3 separate regions of the Mus musculus genome follow, and all the other regions are linked to region 2. The links are chromatin contacts, called in public HiChIP or PLAC-seq and promoter capture Hi-C maps. All regions are on one chromosome and are shown on one strand. The core of a region is the stretch at or near the end of the contact, and the rest is flanking DNA. Distances in the headings are between cores, read along the strand shown. Region 1 has its middle 25 kb from the start of Elavl4. Region 2 holds the start of Bend5 (BEN domain containing 5). Region 3 holds the start of Agbl4 (ATP/GTP binding protein-like 4).

Region 1 (4,349 bases), core at 563-3,062, 1.1 Mb after region 2:
AATGTATATAGGTTTCCTCTGAACATTCAAAAATTTCATTCCAACCTCCTGAGGAATATGTCTGTCGCCAACTCGGTAGGTGTAAGGATGCCAAACTTACTCCATTCTTCCCAGCATGATCAGATGCAAAAGGCCTTTGCTATCTCAATAAATTACTCAAATGACACTTGAGCACTATGGGTAATCTAGGATGCTCATGTCTGCGAAATGTAGAAGCTCTCTTTCCTTTGATGGAGAAATGATGGCCTAAAGTTGATGCCTGACTAGAGTTCCAATAGCACCCATGACCTTTTATAGACTGGAAAAATAATCTACAGTCACAGAGAACCTACTCAGAGGACAATGGCACAGAGTGGTACAGACTGATTCCATCTATAGTTCTCATAATCTGGGTTACACCTTGTAAAGAATTCTTTTTGCTGAGCCTCACAAGTAGCAAGAGTCAAAAAAAAAAAAAACCCAAAAAAAACAAAACAAAACAAAAGCCCTAACCCTTAAGTATAGGGGAAGACCATTTCAAAACCTTGTCATAACTGATACATGCATATTGAAATGCCATTTCAGTATTATCTCTTGGATCTGGAGAGATGACTCAGCAGTTAAGAACATTTTTTTTTTAGTTTTTTATTAGATATTTTCTTTATTTATATTTCAAATGTTATCCCCTTTCCTGGTTTCCCCTCCAAAAAACCCCCATCCCCTCCCCCTTCCCCTCCCCCTGCTCACCAACTCACCCACTCCTGCTTTCTGGCCCTGGCATTCCCCTATACTGGGGCATAGAAGCTTCACAGCATCAAGGGTAAGAACATTCATTATCTTGCAGAGGACTCAGGCTTGATTCCCAGACCACATGGTGGCTTACAACCATCCAATAACTCCATTTTCAATACCTTCTTTCTACCTCTGTGGGTACCAGACAGGCAAGGCAAATGGTGCAGAGCTGTATGTGTGAGCAAAACACCTATACACATAAAATATGTTTTTCAAAACAATCTCTTAATAGGTAAAGTACCATTTTATTTACACATCAAATTAATAGATATCCTAAATGTGAATAACATTCAGTGCATAGAACGGTAAAATCTTTACCTTTGAGGCCAAGACCCAGTAGAAAGCTGTTGATTCTAACTTTACTTTGGAGGTGCAAGCCTCCCCCTGACACAAGTGGTGGAGGTCTTCCTTTATCAGCATTATCTAACTAGTTTTGAGAAGAGATGTTTTCATGTGTGTTAGTAACTAGAAGTCATCTTTGTGGTAACTATGCATTTTGTCTTAGTCAATGCATGTTGATGTCTTTTTTTTTTTTTTGCGGGGGGGGGGGGGGTTGGTTTTTCGAGAAAGGATTTTCTGTGTAGCCCTGGCTGTCCTGGAACTCAGTTTGTAGACAGGCTGGCCTAGAACTCAATCCACCTGCCTCTATGATAAAAAGCACTTTCCAGCTTCTGCCCCTTTTATGTTTTACTGTTTTGGTCTTACTGGATACTTCAACTTACATGTGGTCCCATATTTTCCCTTCTTAACTTGCATTCAAGCATCTAAAGGTCTACAATTGAAGAAATGATTACTTATTTTTTTTGCAAAATTATTTTATGGTTTAATAAGTAGGACTTGTTTGGAAAGGGGCTTGCTAATTGCATTAAGGAACATCAAAGTCATGAACTGTAAATAGATAACTCTCTAGCATCTTATCCAAAATCTGCATGAAGATTTTTCCAATTTGGCTTTGGAAAACAAGTTTTAAAACAAGGTGTATAGTTCTCCCTTTGTTTAGTTCCCGGAACCATTCAACTCTTTGTCCCTTCGCTTTTCTTTTCTTTTTTTTTTCCCATTTACACTCCCCTGCTCCCTTCTCGAAGAATACACTAAAGATTCCTTTAGCATACTAATATAATAAGGATGCTTTTGGTGGCTTCAAGGATCTTGGGAATTCTTGGGAAATGGTTTGGTGACTCTGCAATGGAATTAATGTTTTAAAGTCAGAAACATGCATCTATATAAGGTGTATTTTAGTCTGACCCTGCTTCCTGCTATCCTGGGAGTGTTGCATCCCCACCCCCAGACAACTGGATTGTAGCCATTGTTCCTTTGTTGTTTGCTTTTCAGCGGAGGAGGGCTGGATGTTACATTTGAAAAGGAAGGGGGCTGCTATAGACTAAGTGCATTGTCTCAGGGCTTCTGCAGATCCAAGGCCAGTCCTGTATTCAGAGCTTGCAAGTCACTCTTTGGCCTCTGCTGTTTCTCAACAAAAGGGAGAAAAGGGGAGATACCCCCTCCCCATTGTTTCCATTTATTTTTCCAAGAAAGAATGCCAGCATCAAGGAAGTGGATGGGCTTAGAGGGTCAATCAGTTATCTTCTGGGATGAAAATTAAAGAAAAGAAGCCCAGAGTGTAAAGATATTTATCATATATCCTTACTTATCATATATATATATGAAGACCCCTCTAGAGCAAGAGATTCTTTTCCTAATCGCTGTACTGATTTGGATCTTCCAAATAGCCAACCTAAATTCTGAAACATAACTTATTTTGAATGAATGTGTTTTCTCATTTAAACCAGCTTAGTGTAATGGAGAAACAGAGATACAGAAAGGGCTAATGCCTTGGCCAGGGTAAAGAACTACTTAGTGACAGGTCAAAGGCACTTCCCTCGCATGCTTGCTGCTTTGCTGCTTTCCTTCCACTCTCCCACTCTCGTCTCCCACAGTCTCCAGCATCATACGTTTTACAGCTTGACCTATAAACAACAGGTCATGTCCCTATTACAGCTTTTAAATCTTGGCTAAAATAATCCATTGAGAATAAAGATATTTTTATTTTTAGAATTCTACCTTATTGGCATGACTTAAAATGTAACCTCATGAGGTGGATGGACACTGAACTTTCTATATAAAAGGTTGATATGGATGGAATTGTGCACTCAAAACTCAAGTGTTGAACCTTTAACTCCTAATTTGACTGCATTTGCAATATAGAGCTTCAAAAGGCAAACTTAAATGTGATCATAAGGCTAGGGTCCTCTCTAATAGGGTTTGTGGCTGTAGAAGTAGAGTGGGATTTTTCTCTCTATCCTGTGGTGATACAGGAAATAGACATTTGCAAACCAGGAAGAGACTCCTCACACAGCATCTGGCCATGCTGAACTCTAGCCTCATACTTTCAACTCTTACAGTTGCAAGAAAATAAATTTCCCTTGTTCAAACCACCCTGTCTATGGCATTTTATCATGGCAACCCAAGTTAACTAACATCAAAGGTTTTTTTGTTTGTTTGTTTGTTTTTGTTTTTTTCTTATTAAAGTTCTTTTTTTTTTCCTAGACAGGCATTGTGGAAGCAGTAGGATTATGAATTTCAGCCACCTCTAGCCTTGTCTCAAATCAACAAGAAAAAAATATATATGGTTCCTAGACCCAGACATGCTTATTCGAAACACTGTTCTGGGCAGATGTGGTGGTGCATGTCTGAGGTCCTGGTATTTGATAGGTGAAGTCAGGAGCATTAAGGATTCAGAAACAGCCTCAGCTACAGGGCTAGATCCCATCTTAAAATACCAAATAAAAAGAAGAAGAAAATTACTCCAATTAGTCCCTTACTACGTCCTGTACTTGTCGTGCGTGCCCAAGAACACTTGCTTTAATTGTAAGAAGTAGCTTATTGTTGCCTAGAACTCTGACTCTTGAGCAGACATAGTAGACGGGAGCTGACCTGTCACTATTGAATCAGGAATGAAGGATATATTAGCATCATGATGTCACTGTGGCCAGAGACTTGGCTGAACTGGGAATTCAACTCCTGAATTCCAGAAATCACTTAATTATACACTCACACACATTAACATTTGTACAAAACGTCTGAGTCATCCACTACGAGGTCTCCTAACTCCTGCTTTCTATCCGTAAACCAACTCATCCCCAGGAAATCTACAGAAAAAACTTCCGAGTTGCTCATCTCCCCTCCGCCACCCTGCCCCCCGGCCCCGCCTGCAGTGTTGATGCCCTTGCACTAATGGAGTGGATTCAGCTGATGTCAAAATTGGAAACAAATATTTAACAATGCAACCTCGAACCAAGTACAGATCTAAAAATGTGCAGCCTCAAGCCTCATAAAGTTCTTTTAAAAAGAAAACAAACAAGAAAGGAACTGCTGAGCTGTGAGTCTCTGAGGGGTTATGACGCTTCCATAATGCTAATCACCAAATGCCCTCCACCTTCAAGGATGGACCAGCACCTACAAGCACTCAGGGTACTGGAAACCAAGAAAGAAGAAAGAGTACCCACTCACAAAGCCAGCCAGCTTTGTGAACCCCTCACATACTCCCACAGACCCTGCTCCCCCACATCCTAGATAGCAGA
Region 2 (4,826 bases), core at 355-2,854:
AGTCACCAGGCTGAGATACACTGACAGCTTGTCCAGGGATCTTGGACAAGTCACTTTGATTCATGCTAGGTTCATTTTTAGGCTAAAGGAGAGGAAACATAGGTCCCTGGAAAAAGTAGGAAAAGTGTCAAAACCATGAAATCTTTGCAATGTCTTCATTCAGCTCCTAATCTCCGGGTTGTCTTCCAGGTGGAAGGTGACAGTCTCTGCCTACTCAATCAAAGGCAGCACTCTTACCAGCAGCAGCTACATCTCTGCTCTCCAGCCTTGAAGTGGTAACTTCCTTTTCCCCACTTGGTGTGCACCCAAGCCTTCTACAAGTGGATCAGAAAGAAGGCCAAATGTTTCTGCTTGAAGAGGAACCTATGTCTCAGCGTGATACAGCATAGTACAGGAGGCCGAAAGGCTTGTCCTGTTAACAAACTGAATCTATCTTTACCCATTAACCAAGAGACCACCTGCCTGCCTGTCAGCCTGTCTCCTTTCCCTCTTCCCCACCCCCAGGTGTGATCAGAGTTAGGAGGTCAGGCCCTCACCTGAACTAGAAACTGTTTGTACCATCTTTCTCTCAAGGAGCCTTCTGGGAGATGCATAAAGTGGGGTGGAGATGAGGCTACCTAAGGCCCTTCACCTCCTCACCTGTGCCCCTTGGGCAGTACACTGAGGTTTGGTCTCCTTGTCCTAATGATGGCCCAGATGGAACAGTGTCAGAGATTCCTTCTGTGAAAAAGGGCCCCCATCAAAAGGACCTAACACTGCTTCTTGCTCCAAGGAGACGCCAAGGGCCTTAAAGGGAGAGAGGGAGGTACAGTTTTCGAAACTTAAGATGGAAAGCAACACAGAGGGAAGTAACTGAGAGAGGTGAAGGTGAGAGATGGGAGAGATGACAGCTAGAGTAGGCAGCTAGAGAAGCAGAAAATGAAGAGCCAAGGGGAATACAAAAGAGTCAGAAAGAAGAGAGCAGAGTAGAGAAAGCTGACTGACAGCAAGGCGCAGGAGTGTCAGAGAAGCAAGGAAGACAAAGGGGACCCTCAGGTCTTTTTAACTGGTTTGGCCTCTTAGAGACACCTGGTACCCAAAAGAAAGCCCAAGGAGTCGGAACGGGAGGCAAGAGCAAGCGGTGGCTCCCTGGCCCCAGCCGCCCGGCCTCTCCCGGAACCAGCCCCAGGTCCGCCCGGTCCCAACGCCCCTCCCGGCCCGCTCGCTCACCTGCCAGCGCCAGGATCTGGGCCTTGTGGAGCAACAGCGCGCCCCAGTCCCGAGGGGCACGCGGGGGACTCTCGGGCTCGGCGCCCAGCTCCTCCGGGCCCCGGTACACCGCGTACACCTTCTGGTTGTCAAAATCCAGTCGCGAGCGGGGACTGAAGTCGCGCACGCACGACACGGGCAGCGCGTAGCAGACGTTGTCCTCCAGGAACCGCACAAAGGCGTACATGGTGGGCGCCGGGGGCGGGCCCGGGCGCCGGTCAGCCCGTGGGGCGGTGCGGAGGTGGGGACCCCTAGAGGGGCGTGAGCCGCAGCCGGGCCGGGGGCGGGGAGGCTCCCCGGGGCCCCGGCTCCCCCCACTGTTATTGTTCCTGAAAGCCCCGCTCTGCCAATCGGCTGCTCTCGCCTGGGCGCGGAAAAGGGAGGGGAGTGGAGAGAGCCGGGCGAGGGGCGGATGAGGGGGTTTTGAAGCACACCGCCACTTGCGAAGTCAGACCCGAGCAATCACAGCCGGAGTGCGATTGCAGTAAGGTGGGGAAAGAGCATATATGATAGTAGCGTTAGAGGATAGGAGGAGCGCTGCTAAAAGTCGCTTTCGGGCGGATTCAATAGTTTAGTGTTTCGAATTTAGCTAAGCGCCTCCGTTCCTTCAGTCCACCCTCCAAACCCATTTCCCCCTTTTCTCTTTCTTTTGCAAAATTGCCAGCACCTGCTGTGAGGGTCAGTGAGCCAGAAACATTCCCCTAGAGCTGCCAAACCAGTTTTTGGCCAGAACTAGAGTAATCTGAGGTTTCCAGTTGAACCAGCTGCTGGGATACCAGAGGGTTAGACCAGGGCTGTTTTTATCCTAAGGGAGCAGCGGCACCCCTCTTCCCTGTGGTCTTTCTCCATTGAGGAATCGCCTCCACTACTTGTTGATTCTGGGCTGGAACAGTTGGAATGAAACAAGGATGGAGGGCTCTAGGGAGCCAGAGCAGAGGCCGGACTTTCTGGAGTCAGTTGAGTTCAGGAGCCAAACTGGGCAGAACAGCAGTCCCTTCTCTGTTTCCAAAATCACAGATGAGAACCTGGAAAGGTTGGTTCCTGCAGACAAACCACACCTTCCAGAGAAAGAAGGCTGAGAGTTGTACTTGTTCTGTATTGTATGCTTACAGGGAAACTGAGCTATTTATATTCCAATTGTCTAGCTCAATACCAGGGTATTTGTCAGAGAGAGATTGGTGAATTTTGGGGGAAGGATAAACAGAATTTCACATACATCCATTCTTCCACTTATTCTTTTATTCAAGTAACTAATATTTTTCTGAGCACACACTCCATGTTATATTGTAGGCTTGGTGGTCTATAGAAAGAATAGATACCTAGGACCTTGTAGTATTTACTAAAGTATTAGAACTTGAATCTCAGTTGGATCCTATGTCAATATTAAATTACTGTCTGAATAACCCATTTTTTCTGCTACTTGTAATCTTTCATTCTAGTCTGAGAGCATTAAGAAAGCTTAATAATGAGGTTATAGTGAGAAAAGTATTCTCATAAAGGCATGCATAAAGGAGGTGGTAGATTTAACGAAATGCTATGTTTTTAAAAACTCATTTAAATAAATTTAACCTGTAACAAAACAAGTGCACTGAAATGTTTATTATGATTCTGAGTTTCTTGCATAGGTGAGAGATTTTGTTTTCTCTTGTACTCTTTATGCTCATATTCCACATACACACATTCTTGTTGCTAGTCCTCACAATAATAATAAAAGGCATTTAACCATTTTAAACTTTAGGCACTGTGCTCACATTCCAAATCAGCTATACTCATGATAGAGATAAAGCCAAACTCCCAAATTCACTTCATTGTGATTTGAGGAGTACTTTATACTGTTGAACTCCACACAGCTCTCAAAGCCTGAGTAGCAGGTCAGATAAAGTTCCCTTAAAGCAATCCATTGGTTATATCCAGTCAACTGAATAGGTCTTCAAGCCATCCTGATGAATAATTTCATCCTCACTTATCCGATGACTCTGAGGTGTTCTGGAAAATATGTTCCCCTGATTATTATTTATTTTTGACTATGGATTATTTTAGAAATACATCACTTTGGTGGTCAAGGGAATTTAATGAGAAGTAAGATTCTGGTAGCTCATAAGATGAGGCATGCAAAGTTGGCCATATTTAATGACAATCCATGAGACTGCAGACCACATTTTCAAAAATAACTTCAGGTAGCACTCTAGCACATCTCTGCATCTAAGTGAGGGTCACCCCAAAATATCAATTTCATTTTTCATCACTTTCCTGGACACAGCCCACTCCAGAGTCTGCATCAATTATTTAGCATTTCCCAACCTAGCATGACCACAGCCTTGTGCTGGCTTCTTACCCTCATCCTAGGAAGTTCTTCTTTACTGAGTGCATGGCCACCTCAGCTATCCCTGAAAACCAAGTCAAATGCCTTCTCTTTCCCCAGTTCCCTACACTGTTCAAGAACCAACCAGGCACCTTCCAATTTTATCCCAGCATGGTTGATTTCCTCACTGTGTCAGAGGTCAGAGAACTGTGACACTGCTCTATACTTTCACCCTCACAAACCGAGGAGTCCCTCAAACACTTTAAGGATCTCAGGTCTGGCCAAACTGGGATTTGTGGCTTCTATGCTGAAATGATTTTAGCACTATGAAGCAGAGTGGTCTGTTTTATTAAAGATGTTTTAATGTAGGCTTAAGTACAAGGGTTAAGAGAGAAAGAGGTGCTCAGGGGAAGGAAGTAAGACTCACCCAAGGGCTTGGGTGTGTGCTCCTCTGCAAGACAATCACAAAAAGTAACAAATACTCAGATGGAGGTAGGGTTTACTCAAGGGAGTTTCAATTGTTTTAGCATCAGCCATGTCTACCAGTTTTTTATTTTTTTAATACGAATTATATCTCAAAAGGTTGCTAAGAAACCGTTTCTTCTTCTTCTTCTTTTTTTTTCTTGTCTCTATCATGATAATGAAATTATAGAAATGCTCTGGAGATGCCCTGGATGGAATTATAATCTGATAAAGTAACACCAGAAGCCACTGGGGTTGCACAAGGAGTTTAGTTAGTACATATCCTTTCCCTGTGCATAGGTTTTCTGGTCCTAGAAAATTATGTATATAGCTGGGAAGGGAGAAAGGCCTTAAACAATTGTTAATTGTGCTGAAATTTTTATTTTTCTGCTGGTAAAGAATTCCAGCCAGATTCTGGGGTCACAGGCTGTCTTTCTATCCCTCCTCAGCTAGAATCAGAGTTGAGTGCAAATCAAAGCTAGTAATTTCAGCAGCCCAGATACATGGTGCAGGGCTGTGAATTAGACTCTTGGGTAAAAACATATTAAAGACAACAAGAGACCAGAGCAAGCCTCTTACAAGGTTTTCTTGAAAGCCCATTTGTTCTTTTCAGAGTTGGAACTGAATCCAGTTCTGTCTTTCCCATGAATCCAATAGGAATACCCTGATCCCACACTGAAGACAGACAGACACATTAAATACCAACACCCTCACCTTAGCTACCAATGTTGTCTATGTGAACTGCTACACAGTAGCAGTTCTATTTCCCAAGAACCTCAAGAGAAGAAAAAAGTCAGATGATGAAAATGGACAC
Region 3 (4,889 bases), core at 533-3,032, 1.0 Mb after region 2:
TTCAAGTAAACTATCACTTCCATTTAATCCAGTCATTTATTCATTGAGAACATATTTTACATCTGATTTAGTTCTAGACCATATGAGATTAATAGGCAAAGCAAAGCCTTTGTAGATTTTATATATTAGTCAAAGGAGATGGATACTTAATGATAAAAATAATAATCTGTTTACTTATATAATTGATTCAAGTGGGATAAAAGATTTTTAAAAATCAAGAGAATCAAAAAGGGTTTGCAGTGAGTGCCTAATTTGGTATTTCACATATAGTTAGCATTTAATAAACATTTTAAGTGCATGAGTGGATGAATGTTCTGTTCGTGTTCCTAAACATTTTTTCATAAGAAGCACACTGCAAAATGAATAGAAGAAATGGAGATACCAATCAAAAAGAAATCATAAAAAGCCATAAAAATAATAGTGTCTTGTACCATTCTTGTTCATTTCAAATAGTTTATTGTTACTGTTCCTTTACTACATAGCCTTATAACTAGTGGTGTGTGTGTGTGTGTGTGTGTGTGTGTGTGTGTGTGTGTACAAACACAGGCATGCATGCAACACACAGTGAGGAGGGTCTGGAGTAGTTCAAGTGAGTCACTCATAGCTATAGTTTGCAATGTCTTATTAACACATACATAAGGTAATATATAGCTCACTTTAACTACCCACCAATCTGTATATCCCAAAGTCACTGGTTTTCTATGCAAACACTGATATTAACCCTTAAAGTTTCAGCTGTTCAGTCCTCTGCCAGTTTTACTAATCTCCTAATATAAAAAAAGGACTCTTGCTTTCTTCTATTAGCCTGTAAAGCACGTTGGTTACTAATTCTCTAAGTCCAACCAGACCCATAAGGATACCCTTAAGAAACAGAATCCTGAGTTTCCATTCTTATCAGAATCCCTGCTACTTAAAGGCTATCTTATACTCACAGAGATAGGACATGTAACCCTTCGTAATTCTGAATGACCTTCAAGACCCCAAATACACGTATGCACTCCCGACTCCTTTGGTTGGGTGACCCTTCAAGTCTCTTGCCTTCTTAAGGACAAGATTTGTATACTTTGTGTGTGACTCCTTAGTGACTCTTAGGACTTTAGAGTTCTCTCAAACACAAATATTCTGTAAAAACTCCACTTCTATGGAGCCCAAATGGAGGTAATATATCTTCCACATAAACTTGCTTCCTCTCTCCCCAGTTCCAAATCATATCCCGGGTTGGGGGAGGGGATACCTTCCAAGGTACCACAAGAGTTTGAACACATTCCTTTTCCAGGATTTTGACTCAGTCCCCATAATAGGTGCCTCTCGTTATTATGGGTCCAATATCATCTTTCCAAACCCTTTCTGGGCCCATGCTTACTCAAGAGTGTAAGCCCTCCATCAGCAGAACTTTGAAATTCCCTGCTGGTCACTCAGAGAGATACAGACCTCCAGTGAACCCTGACCCTGAAGTAACCACCGCAGTATCCTACAAGGGCGCCTCCTCAGGGATAGGGCAATGAAGAGTCCCCAGTCCCCTCAGGCCCAAGACTGGCACCTCAACCTTCCCCTGCTCCACAGCCCTCACAGACCTGCCTCTGGCGCTGTCTGGCTCCGCTCCGCCATTTTTGTTGTCCGTCAGTCAATGAGCCCACGCAAAAACCACCGGGCAGTGGGGAGCGAGCGGTGGGATCCGCGGGCTGACAGAAAAGGCTCCCTCAGGAAGACGCTGCGCGGCGGTTGCCAGGGAAACCGGCGGCCCCTGAGCGGCCGGCTGGGAGCAGGGGGCGGGGCAGAAGAGAGCGTGCAGCCGAAGCTCCGCCTCCCCGCACGAGCATACCGCCTTCAAGCTCTGAAGTGCACTCTGCACCCAAGCCACAGTAACCTGGGGATTGAGCTTGCTTAGCCGCTTCTGTCTTGTCAAAACTAAGTCTGCAAGGATGACACTTTATTGGCCCCACTCTCCAGGTGCCAATCAAAATGTCTGGGTGGGTTGGCATTTCTAAGGCTGGCGATTATTCTAAGTACTTGGGATAAGTTTCTTAATTTCCCAAAGCTTCTTCCCTTAATGTCCTTGCTTTCATGAAGATGCTGAGTGACCTGTATTCAACTTACAAATATTGAGAACTAATTGAATAATTAGCAAAACTAAAGCAAACAGATGTCCTAAAGACCCTGGCTCCTGGCTCCTCTGCAACTGGGACATTAGTCTGTTAATTTCCATCAGAATGGCTGTAGATTGCTTTCTGTTGCTTAAATGAAACTCTCTCATATTTCCTTGTTCTGTTCTCCTGGGCCTAGCTGGCTTACAGAGTTTGAGAAAATGCCTTGATGCAGAAAAGAAGAGAGACCATTAAGCTTTTTAGGTAAAATGCTAGAGATGTGGCATACGTATTCATTCACCCGCACTAAAATATGTCATAAGATGGGGCACCATAAGAATATTTTACCGCATGAGTGAACATTCAGGATTGGTTCACAAAAAATATTGATAGATATGGATAGAAACTACTCGTTAGACATGTCTTTGACACTTAGGCAGTTTAAAATTCACAACATGTCCACATGACCAGCAAAGTGACAAGTAAGAGCCATGAGACTTTGTGAGAATTTCCTTGTAAGAGCAGTTATTTGAAGCTGAAAAAGACAAAGGAACTTCATTAAGTATGGGGAGATGAAAAAAAAATAGTGAGAAGGATGTGGGTTCCATTAACACCCTGACCTTATAATGCTTTATTTAGTCTTGGGGGGGGGGGATCTTAAACCCGTTGAGCCTCAGTATTCTTGTCAACAAACTGAGAAAAAGGCATTACCTATCACAGAAGACTGCTTTGTGTCGCACATGCGTGATGGACAGGGCTTCATTGCTTGATAAAAATCCAGTAAATTTTTAAAAACTTAGTATGCTTAGAATAATAAATCTCTCCCGATGCCTATTGGGAGCCAGACACTGTGCAGATGCTGGTAGTAAGGAGGGAAATGAAGCACAGGACAGAGATGCTCTGTTCAGATTTTACTTTAAATATTATTTAGAACCTAGTAATTTAGTTGTGCTGGCCACGTTTCAAGTGCTCATTAGCTCATTTCTTGTAGCTAGTGGCTACCATAGCAGACAGCATATGTGCAGAGTACTTTCATCTCTACGAAAGGTTCTGTTAGACAAGGGTTGATAGAAAATTGTCGGGTGGGCAGGGACATGAAATGCCTATAAAATTAGCTAACTGCCAGATTCAGTTCTTCTGTGTGCCATATAGTCTTTGGGAAGTATTTCGGGAGGAAACGTAGAGTACTTCTTTCTTAGTGAAGTTCCCAGCGACTTCATACATTTATTGTATGAAATAGCACAGCATGGAAAGTGGCTTAGAAGAGCACCCCACTGAGGGTCCTAGAAATGAGTTTCCCCATGGTATCATTCAGAGTGTCCCTGGTAGTCTATCTTTTTAGGGGCCTCCTGTGGTTTCTATATCCAGACAGCAACCTCCCACTGCATAGTTAGGGTGCCTCTTTTCAAATAAACATTCCACATAGAATTCACCCACTCTCGGTAAACACTTATTAAAATGACACCTTCCATGTGCTTAGCCACTGAGTTATATGTAGTATGGAATGAGGGAAATAGTCATGCTACACTCACATTTTTATGCAAGCAAATTCATTTTGTTAGCAAAACAATACTATAAAATTGCTATTAATAAAATTTTATAAAAGATAAAGGTGAGGTGAAGAGAATTTAAGTGTCTATTCAGAAAGCAGTAAGCAGGCTTCTTTAGTACCAGTACCAGGCTAAGAAATGTTGCCTCATGTCATTTTCACACCAAAAATACCATGTCATTAAGTTTACAAACTGGTTGGGAAGAAAATATTAACATATAGAAATCTAGTGTTACAGAAGTGGATGCTCACAGTCAGCTATTGGATGGATCACAGGGCCCCCAATGGAAGAGCTAGAGAAAGTACCCAAGGAGCTAAAGGGATCTGCAACCCTATAGGTGAAACAACAATATGAACTAACCAGTACCCCAGAGCTCTTGTCTCTAGCTGCATATGTAGCAGAAGATGGCCTAGTTGGCCATCATTGGAAAGAGAGGCCCATTGGTCATGCAAACTTTATATGCCCCAGTACAGGGGAACGCCAGGGCCAAAAAGTGGGAGTGGGTGGGTAGGGGAGTGTGAGGAGGGTATGGGGGACTTTTGGGATAGCATTGGAAATGTAAATAAGGAAAATACCTAATAAAAAATATTTAAAAATAAAAAAAAGAAATCTAGTGATCAACTCCAGTGCAATAAGAACTAACATGCACAATGCTCAGAAACAGTTAAGAGCACCAATCATCATCATCAACTTCATTTCCTCCTTTCTATGAGAAAAAGCCCTTTGAGCAAAGTACAGAGAGGCATTTATTGCTAAGACCTGAGAAATACAAGAACAATATTTTAAAAGAAGCATCGTTTTGGTGCACAGTTGAAGAGGTTTCAACTTCTAGTTGATGGTTCCACCTCTGTGCACCTGAAAATTGGCTTATGATGGTAGGAAGCAGGTGGTGGACCAAGCAGCAGGGGGAGAGAGAGAGAGAGAGAGAGAGAGAGAGAGAGAGAGAGAGAGAGAGAGAGAGAGAGAGAGACTCACAATTAAATGTAATACTCTTACCTTTTGGTAATTTAAAGGCAAATAAATTAATAACTGTACATACTTATGAATTTCATAAAGATAATTTCTATCCTTCTTCAAGTCTTGTTATCCAATCTCCTATATGTTCTTATACAAACACACATATATGTATGTGTGTATATATTAAATATATATTAAATGTATGTTTCATATATATGGTTTTACTTATCTATAAAAACCTAGAGTCTGCAAATGAAAGCAATTATGTTATATTTGTCTTGCTTAATCTGATTTCACA

Evidence for each region. Promoter capture Hi-C pulls out the DNA fragments that hold promoters and counts their contacts. HiChIP or PLAC-seq counts read pairs in DNA pulled down with a chosen protein or histone mark.
Region 1: a contact with region 2 is called in a promoter capture Hi-C map of embryonic stem cells, with 5 times the contacts expected there. The contact joins the enhancer-like site here to the promoter of Bend5 in region 2. A contact is called at or near these places in 10 of 39 promoter capture datasets (the 3T3-L1 cell line, the HPC-7 cell line, cranial neural crest and 6 more), 1 of 484 Hi-C or Micro-C datasets (bone marrow-derived macrophages), 5 of 115 datasets of contacts at active chromatin or transcription factors (embryonic forebrain, embryonic stem cells, extraembryonic endoderm stem cells and 1 more) and 1 of 9 other capture datasets (embryonic stem cells).
Region 3: a contact with region 2 is called in an H3K4me3 HiChIP or PLAC-seq map of embryonic forebrain, with 5 times the contacts expected there. The contact joins the promoter of Agbl4 here to the promoter of Bend5 in region 2. A contact is called at or near these places in 5 of 39 promoter capture datasets (cranial neural crest, embryonic stem cells, frontonasal cranial neural crest and 2 more) and 2 of 115 datasets of contacts at active chromatin or transcription factors (embryonic forebrain and stem cell-derived neural progenitor cells).

What each region holds. Positions count from the first base shown.
Region 1 is chr4:110,310,109-110,314,457 of GRCm38.p6, reverse strand. It overlaps a transcript of Elavl4 not described here. Among named protein-coding and RNA genes, the nearest start is that of Elavl4, 25 kb to the right of the region's middle. Within about 2 kb of position 1,812, at least 18 of the 459 cell types and tissues checked have an H3K27ac peak or open chromatin away from gene starts, as enhancers often do. A contact at or near this core is called in embryonic stem cells, extraembryonic endoderm stem cells and stem cell-derived epiblast-like cells, where this site is marked.
Region 2 is chr4:111,411,784-111,416,609 of GRCm38.p6, reverse strand. Bend5 (BEN domain containing 5) reads right to left here and starts at 1,604. Exons shown (of 6, transcript NM_026279.3): 1 at 1,210-1,604. The coding sequence starts at 1,435. The region is part of intron 6 of Agbl4 (ATP/GTP binding protein-like 4); the gene reads right to left.
Region 3 is chr4:110,394,591-110,399,479 of GRCm38.p6, reverse strand. Agbl4 (ATP/GTP binding protein-like 4) reads right to left here and starts at 1,782. Exons shown (of 13, transcript NM_030231.3): 1 at 1,575-1,782. The coding sequence starts at 1,608.